Linked DNA regions of Arachis hypogaea: region 2 is linked to region 1. Evidence: chromatin contacts called from public Hi-C data. All regions are on one chromosome and are shown on one strand. The core of a region is the stretch at or near the end of the contact, and the rest is flanking DNA. Distances in the headings are between cores, read along the strand shown. Region 1 holds the start of LOC112796750 (pentatricopeptide repeat-containing protein At2g01860). Region 2 holds the start of LOC112794284 (probable aquaporin NIP-type).

Region 1 (5,211 bases), core at 1,228-3,727:
TTAGGTGATTTTTACATGCTAAAGGCCCGGTTTTCACCCTGTTTTTATCCGATTTTCATCCGGCCCGAATGTGCGTAGGTTTCATCGGGTCTAGGATCGGGTTAGGGTCTAAACATTTGGCCCGGTCTATATTTCAGGTCGGGTCTGGGTTAAGCCAAACCCAGTGTGGCCCGACCCATGTACACCCCTACATGCGGCCTAGTGGCTAGTATGGCATTAGATTCCTTCATGGTGCAAGTGGTTTACCCTGGTTCGGATCAGTTGTCATGTGGCCCAGTGACTAGTGTGGCATTAGATTCCTTCATGGTGAGAGTTCGAGACATGTCATAGCTCTTTTTTAAAGGCAATTAGCTGGCGTTCCTACTATATTCCAGGCATTGCCAGTCCAAGGTGGAGGCGCAGGTTGACCACAGTTGTTATGTCCGGTTCTTCTACAGTTTAAACCAATTCAAATCAGTTCTTCCGAATTTGCGGTGTTTTCAGACTAAAACGATCAAAACATCACACGAACTGGATTAAGATCCGGTTCATTGGTTATTTAGTTGAACTGGATGGTCCGATGATCTAAAAAGAAAAATGTTATGTGTCCTTTAAAATTCAGCCTTTAATCAGTCTTTTAATTCAAATAATATTATTTAATTAAATTTTAATTAAAATACATTCTTAGTTTGTAGCTAAACATGTTTGTAATTAAAACAAATGTAAAATTTAAATACTAGATTTTTTTACTTCTTACCCACTTCATAAAGTAGTTACTTTAACATTTTTCATTCTTTGTGTACGTTCCTCTCTCTCGTGCGTTCTTTTTTTTTTTCTCTCTCTCACGTTCTTCACAAAAATTTTCATAGAAGAATGCTACTTCTCTGCAAGTAAATTTACTAGTTCATATTTTATATTATTATTATTATTATTATTATTATTAGATGAGTTGTGCTATTTTGTTTCTATTTGACTCGAGTGACTATGCATGCTAACTCAAAACTCATTCATCATCATCGTCGAATGAAATTTTAATAACATTATATCAACATTTGAATTAAACAATAAATGAATTACTAGTCTATACATCAATATTATTTTCTTCTTCTTCCCTTTTCTTTTTCTTTCTTTCTTTTGTTTTATTAATCTTTATCTCTAAAATGATTAGAGAAGACCACCAACATAAAATCATTAGACCGAATTAAAGATAAATAAAGGAGCAATTACACATCTAAAATTAATAAGTTATCCAGAAAATATTTTTAAAACACATCCAAAATCATAAATCTAAAATTTAAATTTAAACATTAAAAATAAAATTAATTTTGTATATCTTATTCGATTAAAGTTCATCTAATATTTCTTTTTTCTAATAGTTAGAATTTTTTGTTACTTATTTGAATATTAATGCTTTAAAAATTATTAAAATGTACGTAAAAATTCTTTTTTGTTTTTAATTGTAACACATCTAAAATTATTAAGTGATACACAAAATATTTTTGAAACACGTCTAAAATCATAAATCAGAAATTTAAATTTAAATGTTAAATATAAAATTAATTTTTTATATCTTATTTTTTTTATATCTTATTCGATAAAAACTCATCTAATATTTCTTATTTTTTTTACTATTAGTTGAATTTTATTGTTACTTATTTGAACATTAACGCTTTTAAAATTATTAAAATGTATGTTTGTAAAAATTAGTTTTTTTTTTCAATTATTACACATCTATAATTATTGATTTATCTACAAAATATGTTCGAAACACATCCAAAATCATAAATCTAAAATTTAAATTTAAACGTTAAAAATAAAATTAAATTTTTTTATATCTTATTCGCTAAAAACATATCTAATCTTTCTTATTTTCTTATTAACGTTTTTAAAATTATTAAAATGAATAATTAAGCTAAGTGTTTTAAATCTTATTCAATAAAAGTATATCAAACATATTAGTTCAAAATATGATCTCTATATGCGGGTTAATAATTAAAACCCTTAAGATTTATTTTTTGAATTTTAAAATTAAAATCTTTAATTTTACTGAATTTAATTTTTAGATGTATATTTAAATGATAATCTGTTAATAATTAAAAATACTTAAACAGAAATTTTAAATTTTAAATTTCAGTTTTATTTAATTTATATTTTGAATGTGTATTTAATTTTAAAAGATACTAAATCTCTTTAAATATATTTGCTTCAATTTTTTTTAAATTATTATAATAAAAAGCTAAATAATAGATCACATTAAGATCTAATAATTAGAGATTAATTGAAGTTCTTAATCCAAAATCAAAGTTCTGAAAATTGGATCAGACTGATCGGTTAGACTGATTCAACTGCGAACCGACAAGATTAGCAGTCCGATCAGCCATGTAAAACCATCGTCTAGAAAACCAATGAAAAACTGTTGAACCGGACAAGAATCGGTCGGTTGGACCGAACCGAAACCCGCCCGGTTTTCACATAAACGGAAGCTCATTCGTTTCTTTCTCCCTTTCTTTCAGAAAGAAATCAAATCACACAACCCCAGCCAAAAAACCCTAGCACTGTAAGCCTACGCCACCGCCGCAAGGAGTGGCATACTGCCGTGTCCGTCGCATTCAGAGTTCGCCATCCGTCCGTCTATCTAGCTTCCCTCGTGATCCAAGTCTTCAACCCCTGTTCGCAGTCACCGATCGCGGCTGCTTCCTCGAGCTCGGCATCCGTCGTCTTTGTCTGCTGCGCTTCCGTCGCCGTTTGTTTGCCGTTCACGTTCGCGTCTTCGTTCAGCTGTCGTCTTCGTTCGCGTTCTTCGCCGTTCACGTTCGCTCGGCGTTCACTGTTCGCGTTCACTCGCCGTTCACCGTTCGAGTTCGCATTCGTGTTCGTCTGGAAGCCACGTTGCTCTGCTTCAAACACTGCGACCAACCCGCGCGCTCCACCTAGCCGTCGAACTGCTCTCTTTTGTCGCCGCCGTGAGTTCCCTAAACCCGCCACCAGACAATACACTCACACAACACCAATACTCTGCTTCAAACTCTGCAACTTCTGATTTCTATTACAATAAGTAACTATTTGATTTGGTAGTGGTTTGGACTATTTCATAGACTGAATTAAAGTTACAATAGTTATGTTCTCTTCTCTATCACATTGATATTAAGCTTTGAATTCTCTTATTTTGTTTTAATTTTACCGCACTCAACATGTTTGATGAAATGTTTTAACCATATTTCTGGTTGGTTTTATAATTTCTAGCTTTTAGAAACTTGGTAAGTTGATTGCATGTGAAATTAGAATACTTGGATCTTAGTAATTAGGAAATCTTAACTGCACAAATAGTATCTTTGCAGAAAACATATTAGCATGATGATTCCACTTGCATTAGTGTTCTTCTGGTTAATTTACCTGTTATTGTGAATTTGTTAATTTGCTAATTGTTCTTGTGTTGTTCTGTTGTTCTTCTGTTACTTTTAATTTTTTTTGTTTTTGTTGTGATTTTCTGTTCTTGATTTAAGCTGTGATTGAAGGTTCTTTGGTTTTGGTATTCTTCACTTTCCTGTAAGCTTAGCTTTTAATTCTTTGAGCATACACGGATCAAATCATTGCTTTCCGCAATGGTGATTTTTAGATTTTTTTTTGGGTTGCTTTGTTTTAAATGTTCCTATTGTTGTTGTGTTTTTGCTGTAATTTAAATTTTCTTTTGATTCTTTTTTTTTTTTTCGAATGCCCAGTCAGTACATGGTTGATTGGTTTTGCTCATTGAATGTATTTGATGATAAATTTTAAATTGATAACTCTATTACTGCTTTACTGTCTGTTTCTGTAGTTAAATTTTATTAAAGTTTCTTGAATTTGCACTGCCTATGTTATTGTTTCACTGTTCCTTCATTGCTTTTTTTGTTGTTAATCATTGTGATGAGCTTTGTTAAAATTGGGTTGAAAACTACTAATCTTTCTTCATTTTTCACTGTTCTAACATCTGTTCTTATTAAAAGATTTGCAATTGGTGATCTCTTGATTTATTATATGCTTCATGTTTTCATTGTTCTGTTCTTATGAAGAAAAAATTTGCAATTAGTGATTGTATGATTCATGTTTTGATTGTTTTGTTATATAAACAAAATTCTGTTTTCATTGTTTGGGTGCACTGTCCCTGTTCTTGATCTCGGCAGACTTGCTACCCCTCTTCCGTGTTGGATTCTTTTTGTTTCAGGCTTTGTTGTGTTTTTGTTTCAGCCTCTGTTGTGTTGTGTGTTTGTTTCGGGCTCTGTTGTGTGTTTATTGTGCAACACTATCATTTTTGGTTTTACTTTTTGACTTAGCTACATTAAGACAATATTCTCTATCTTTAACTTGTGCATTGTAATTCAATCCAGCTATTTTTAATGGAAGTATAATTATGTTAATTGTCAACAAATTTGCAGCAAGTTATTGCATATTTTGATGATTAATTACATTTAGTTGGTGATATTTTACATAGGGTTTTTTTGTGTGACTATTTTACGTAGGGTTTTAAATCTGAAAGATATATAGGATGTTTATTTATAATTTATTTATTATTTTATTATGAAACGGTTTTTCCGGTTGAGTCACGGTTAGACCAGTTAGACCAATAACCAATAAATCGGTGACTAAAACGGTTTGATGACCAGTCTGGTTTTCAGAACCTTGCCCAAAATTGATTGAATTCCAAAATCCAAATCTAGAAAGATTCTTTTGTCCCTGTATATAAAACCAAAATGTACATAGAAACCCTGCCTCTTCGCTCTTCTTGTTCTGCTCACAACAGCCTCCCTTCCCACGTTCCCCGAGTCCCTCTCTTTCTCGGCGTCTGCGTCCCCGCTGGAAAAACTGCAGCGGAAAGCCACTCTTCGTGCTGTCTCTATCCTGTCAGCGTTGTTGTGTTTCTCTGTTATCCTTTTCTCCATATCCGTCGCCGTTATTCAGCTGTAGTCGTCCGTCAACAGCGTCAGAGGTTTTTGGTTTGTTTTCGTCTTGTTTTTGAATTCTTATTTGAATAAAATTATGAAAATTGCAAAGGGAAATGGCAAATGATGGTTTTACACTTGATCTCTGAACTTCAGGTAAGTTCTTCTGTTGACAAGTTCATTAGCTGATGCCTTTATTCCTTTGCACTTCACATACCGGTTTATGGTATGCTTCAAGTTTCTTTATGTTCGAATGAAAAGATAATGCACACTTGTTTGATACCATCTAGAATTTGTATACCATCTGTTTTATAAA
Region 2 (5,211 bases), core at 730-3,229, 280 kb after region 1:
ACTTAACTATAATCAGTTCATACATTATCTCCTATTGACTTGTTAGAAGGATGCTAAAAAAGTGCTTTGTCATACAGAAGAAACCAAAGAACATGGATTGTTACTACACAAATGTGATTATATGAGGCTTTATGACTCCTCATATTTAGATTTGGCAGCTGACTTTGAAGATAGGAAATCAGTTTCTGATTATTGTATTTTTTTTTTTTTTTGTACTAATTTAAAATTTTGGACTTGTAGGAGGCAAGCTACAATCAGTAAATCATACACTGAAGTAGAATTCAAAAAGCTACCTACTTGTGAAAAAGAGAGTTAGTGTGGCCGAAGAATTTATGTTATGAATTAAGAATCACTCTTTCAATCTCTCCTATCGTTTTCTGTGACAACAAACACTATTTTTTAATAGCCAACTTAATAATGCATGATCGAATGAAACATTTTCAATTGGAGGTGCAACTGATTCAGGACAAACTGCAAAAGCAAACTTTGCATGATGTTCATTTTCCTAGATTTGACCAAGTTGCTGATATTCTTACCAAAATCATTATCAACTACAAATTAAACATTAAGCAATTTAAGTCCAAACTTCGAATTTTTTCAAGAACTAACCTAATTTTGAGGGGTGGGTGTGAAGAATAAAATTATATTACTAATAAGTTAAATGGGTCAAATGGTACATTGAAAATTATAAATGATTGAGTTAGTTTTCATATTGAGCATAACAGCTTATTGGTCAGCGCAATCCAAATACTCTCTACTTATTTCTTATTAAAAATGAGAAATTATATTTGTAATATATTAAATGTACATATTTCATTTATATTATTGTATAAAGGAAACACTTCATAAAAAGTGATGCATGGATGGGAGTAGTGTTAGAAAAAGAAGAGAAGTGGAAATGATACTAACTGCTCTATCATCAGAGGTGACGGCAGAGACAACAAACATCAAAAGAAAGGAAGTGAGGATCTCGAATACAAGAGACTGAATATGAGACCCTTTTGGTACCGTTCCGAAGAAAGAAGCATCGGTCACATCAAATAGAAGGTACAATGTCCCACTCGCAAGCACTGACCCTAGCACTTGCGCTATCAAATATAGAGGCACCTGCATGCATGCCACAATAAAAAATAAAGCTTGTTCTTTTTATAATCTTCACTTTATTCATTGCTTCATTATTGTCACTAATTTAAACCTTATAAACTTTACAAAGCACCATCTCTAGACATGAAAGCAAAGACAAAGGTATATGTGTACCTGTCTGGGAGGGAATCGGCGATAGAGAGCGAAGCTTATGGTGACAGCGGGATTAAAATGTGCACCAGAAATATGACCAAGAGCATAGATCAATATCATAACTGCAACACCCCATGTCACACAAATCCCAGGAAATGTTATTGCACCTTCACTCCCTTCTACATTATTCAAAACAACCACACAACATCCTAAGAATACTAAGAAGTATGTCCCAATTGTCTCCGCAATTACCTGTTACATTACAACACTCCGTACTTCATTATGTATTTCTTTTGCATATCCTACCGATATGATTATGTTTTTTTTCTATTAGTTTAAATTTTTTAAGAAATAATTTCATGATATAGCATCTAAATCTCTGTAACCTAAAGATCTAGATACATATATATATAAGAAGAAGAAGAATTATAATTATAATTATTTATGATACCTTCTGTATGATGAGAACTACCTCAGGAGAACCGCAAAACCCATTTTCTTTAATACTTTGCGACGAACTCTTGATCACGGCGCCACTACCTTCTTCCATTCTGATCTCATCTATGGGCATGTTTTATTAATTAATTAAATACCTAAGTTAACATTAACGTTTTTCTTTCCTTATTTCAATCCCTTCTTAATAATGATAAGTTTTTTTTTTCTCTTTTTTCTTTTGGGGGGGTTGCTGTTCAGAAGATGATTGAAAATTTATGCTTGTGATAAAACAGTGTTATTAATAGGGAAAAACATGGAGACATTGGTGGTTTACCTGTTTTCAGGATCAATCATGGGTTTAAGAACTAATATAGAAACCACTGGTTCTTCATTCAATATTGTACACGTGCAAGTTATGTAGCTAAATATGTATATGAACCTAATAAGAATTGTTATTGGCGTCTTTCATCCTAGGTTACTCTATTTAATTTATGGTCTTAATTACTCTTGGAATGCTACAACATTTCTTACACATTTTAGCTGAACATAAAACAGAAAAATACTAGAAAATAAAAAAAATAAAAAATGTAGACTAAAAATATGTTGTTCAATTATTATATTAAAAAAAATTAAATTAATAACAAAAAATACTAACAAAATAATAAATTTTATTAGCATTTAAACTTTTTTTTTCTGTGTAATTTTCAAATTAGTCTACATTTTATACAAATTTTAATTAGAAACTCGTGTAAATATGTAAATAATAATTTTAATGTTTTCATTAAAATGCTTCAACAAGTTTTTTTTTTTTTTTTTGGTATCGTTTTCTCCTTTGTAGTATTTGGTAGCCCTTTTCTCCTAAGAACGGAAAATGGCACAGGATCTACTCTGGAAGGATGGATCGGTGGCTGCTTGCAAACTTGGAAAAAAAAGGATAAGACCTTGTTTTGTGCTCTAATGAAGCAGTTGTGGATTGCGAGAAACAGACGCGTGTTTGAAGGTAGTGAAGCCCCAATCGAAGAAGAGGTGGCACATGCAAGAAGAATGGCTAATGAGTTCTGGAGTTTTCAAGACCAGAAGAAGATAAGTGCTTTGATCCCCCACTACCCAAATTAGGCAAAATTGATGTGGATGCATCAATTTCTCAGAATAGTAATGGAGGTGCTGTAAAATCTAGAAGTTTTGAAAAATTCCATTACGAGCCAATTTTAAATTATTTATTTATTAAGAATTTTAATTTTTAAAATTATTTTATTAAAGCTAGTTAAATCAAAAGTGTTAATAATTAAATTTAGATTTTTATTTAATTTTATAATTATTGAATAATTTTTATATTTAAATTATAAAGTTTAGTAATGAAAAAATAATTTATATTTTATGATTTATTTTAAATAATTGAGATTTTAGAATTTAATACTTTAATTATTATGAATAAAGAAAATCAATTATATTATCTCTAATTACTGAATTAGAGTATTTCTTTGAAATTAATTTGTAATTTATGATCAAATAATTTTTTTAAAAATAATTTTGTTGAATTAAAATTTGTTTTCAATTACGTTATTACCCCTAATTTTATTAAAATTGACCTAAATTACTCCAGCTTAACCCTAACCCTAATTTTCAAATTGAAAAAACCCTAACCCTGAAATCCTAACCCAATTACCCGATTTCTCCTGAACCCAGCAGTAGCAACACTTTTTCCCTTTTCCAAATCAAGCAGCAGCAACGCTGCAATAAGAGAGAAAAGAGAAGCAGAAGAGGGGAGAAGAGAAATGGGAAGGAGAGGGGAGGGGGCAGGACGGCACCGGCGGGCGTCACTGCCGCCGCACCGTCGTGTCGTGCAGAGAAGAGAGAAGTGAGATCTGAGAAAGAGAGAGCGCGCGCCGGTGGGAGAGGGAGAGGGAGACCGCTGCCACAGCCGTCGCCGCTCGTCCTCCAGCCCGTCGCCACCATCGCAGATCGCCACTGACCTCGTGCTTGTCGTCACCGACCACGCACCAGAGGAGAAGAAGGACGACGTTATTACGCTGTTCCTCACTACAGATGAGCTCGCCACTGCCGCTGTTACCGTTCGCGCCGTCGTCTTCGCCAAAGCGAGCCATCCTCGTCGTCAGCGAAACAGAGGGTGAGAGCGAGAGACAGAGAGCTCGTAGTGGGGGAAAGGTGATGACAAGTCATCTTAGACTAGTTTTACTAGCATTTTTACTTGTTTTTATTAGGTTTCATGCACTTTCTTGCACAATAAGTAAGTGATTGGAGTGGAATTTCATGTTTATCTTAATTCAATCAAACATTATTAATTTTGTACAAAATCATGAGATTTATGCAAGAATTAGGTGATTATTATGAATAATACAAAACCTTAAGATTTTGGTGAAACTTTGATTCCATGTTTGATTGATGGCAGGTGAAATGATGAAAAGAAAAAAAGCAAAGAAGCAAGGTGCAGGAGAACGCTACGTTCATTTGATGAACGCTACGTTCACAAGCGATGCGCATGCGTACAAGACGCTTACATGCGGGGAAGCATTTTGGGAGATCCACGCATAAGCACGCAAGGCGCGCACGTGTGGGTGAAGGATCATCGTTCTCAAGCCAAGAACGCTACGTTCACTTTGAATGAACGCCTGTGATACTTTCAGAATTGGAATTCGAATTTGGTCACCGACGCGCACGCGGGCATGATGTGCACGCTTCGACATGACAAAAGTGGTGGTTGGCGCAAACGCGTACATGGTACTGGAGAGCAGAAGTGATATTTTACAATCCACGCGCACACGCAAAGGACGCGCACGCGTGAGGAGCGTTCATGGCGCGAACGTAGCGTTCAGTTAATGAACGCTGCCAAGGGATGCGCACGCACGTGTTACGCTCACGCGTCAATGGTGCAACAAGGCAAGGGACGCGCACGCACATAGGACGCGCACGCGTCAGTAAATGAACGCTGCGTTCCCTTTGAGAACGCTACGTTCATCTGATACTGCATGGAAGTACCTATTCTGACCCACTTCGTCAAAGGCCAAAAAGCTCATTCCAAGTACTTGGATGACAGAGTTAGAAAGTGTATAAATAGAAGAAGAGTTGATTTCATTAGGGACCCTTTTTTAAAGACTATTTTCCTTTAACTTTTCTTTTACTCCTTCTTTTTAGCTCTTCTTTTAAGACTTTCTTTTGAGTTAGTTAGCAAGTAGATCTGAGTTTAATTTTTCTTTTCTGTTCTTTAGCTTTCGCATTTTTCTTTTCTGTTTTTGTACTAGAGCAATGATGAACTAAACCCCAATTTCATTAGGAGGAGGAGCTCTATTGTAATTCCAACGAATCAATAAAAATTCTTCTTCTTCTCAATTCAATTTGGTAGCTATTGGGTAACTTCTGTTTTGATTGTGAATTATTCACTCCGGAAGGGGGTTTAATTCAGTGAATATGAGTGTGAGCCTCGAAAGGGGAATCACCTTCATTAGGGCTGAAGCTCTATCCATCACTACTTTCTGGATCAATACCATTCAGGAGGAATTGAGATCCTGAGAAGTAGTGTGG

The links. Hi-C and Micro-C count contacts between places; a contact is called where the count stands out from the background.
Region 2: a contact with region 1 is called in a Hi-C map of leaf, with 2.8 times the contacts expected there. The contact joins the promoter of LOC112794284 here to the promoter of LOC112796750 in region 1. A contact is called at or near these places in 3 of 8 Hi-C or Micro-C datasets (leaf and an unstated tissue).

What each region holds. Positions count from the first base shown.
Region 1 is chr4:52,525,827-52,531,037 of arahy.Tifrunner.gnm2.J5K5, forward strand. It overlaps LOC112796750 (pentatricopeptide repeat-containing protein At2g01860), which reads left to right and starts at 2,478. Exons shown (of 2, transcript XM_025839345.3): 1 at 2,478-2,942. It overlaps LOC112799098 (small nucleolar RNA snoR101), which reads left to right and starts at 5,025; the gene lies at 5,025-5,088.
Region 2 is chr4:52,806,286-52,811,496 of arahy.Tifrunner.gnm2.J5K5, forward strand. LOC112794284 (probable aquaporin NIP-type) reads right to left here and starts at 1,980. Exons shown (of 5, transcript XM_025836367.3): 1 at 1,688-1,980; 2 at 1,258-1,488; 3 at 910-1,107. The coding sequence starts at 1,807.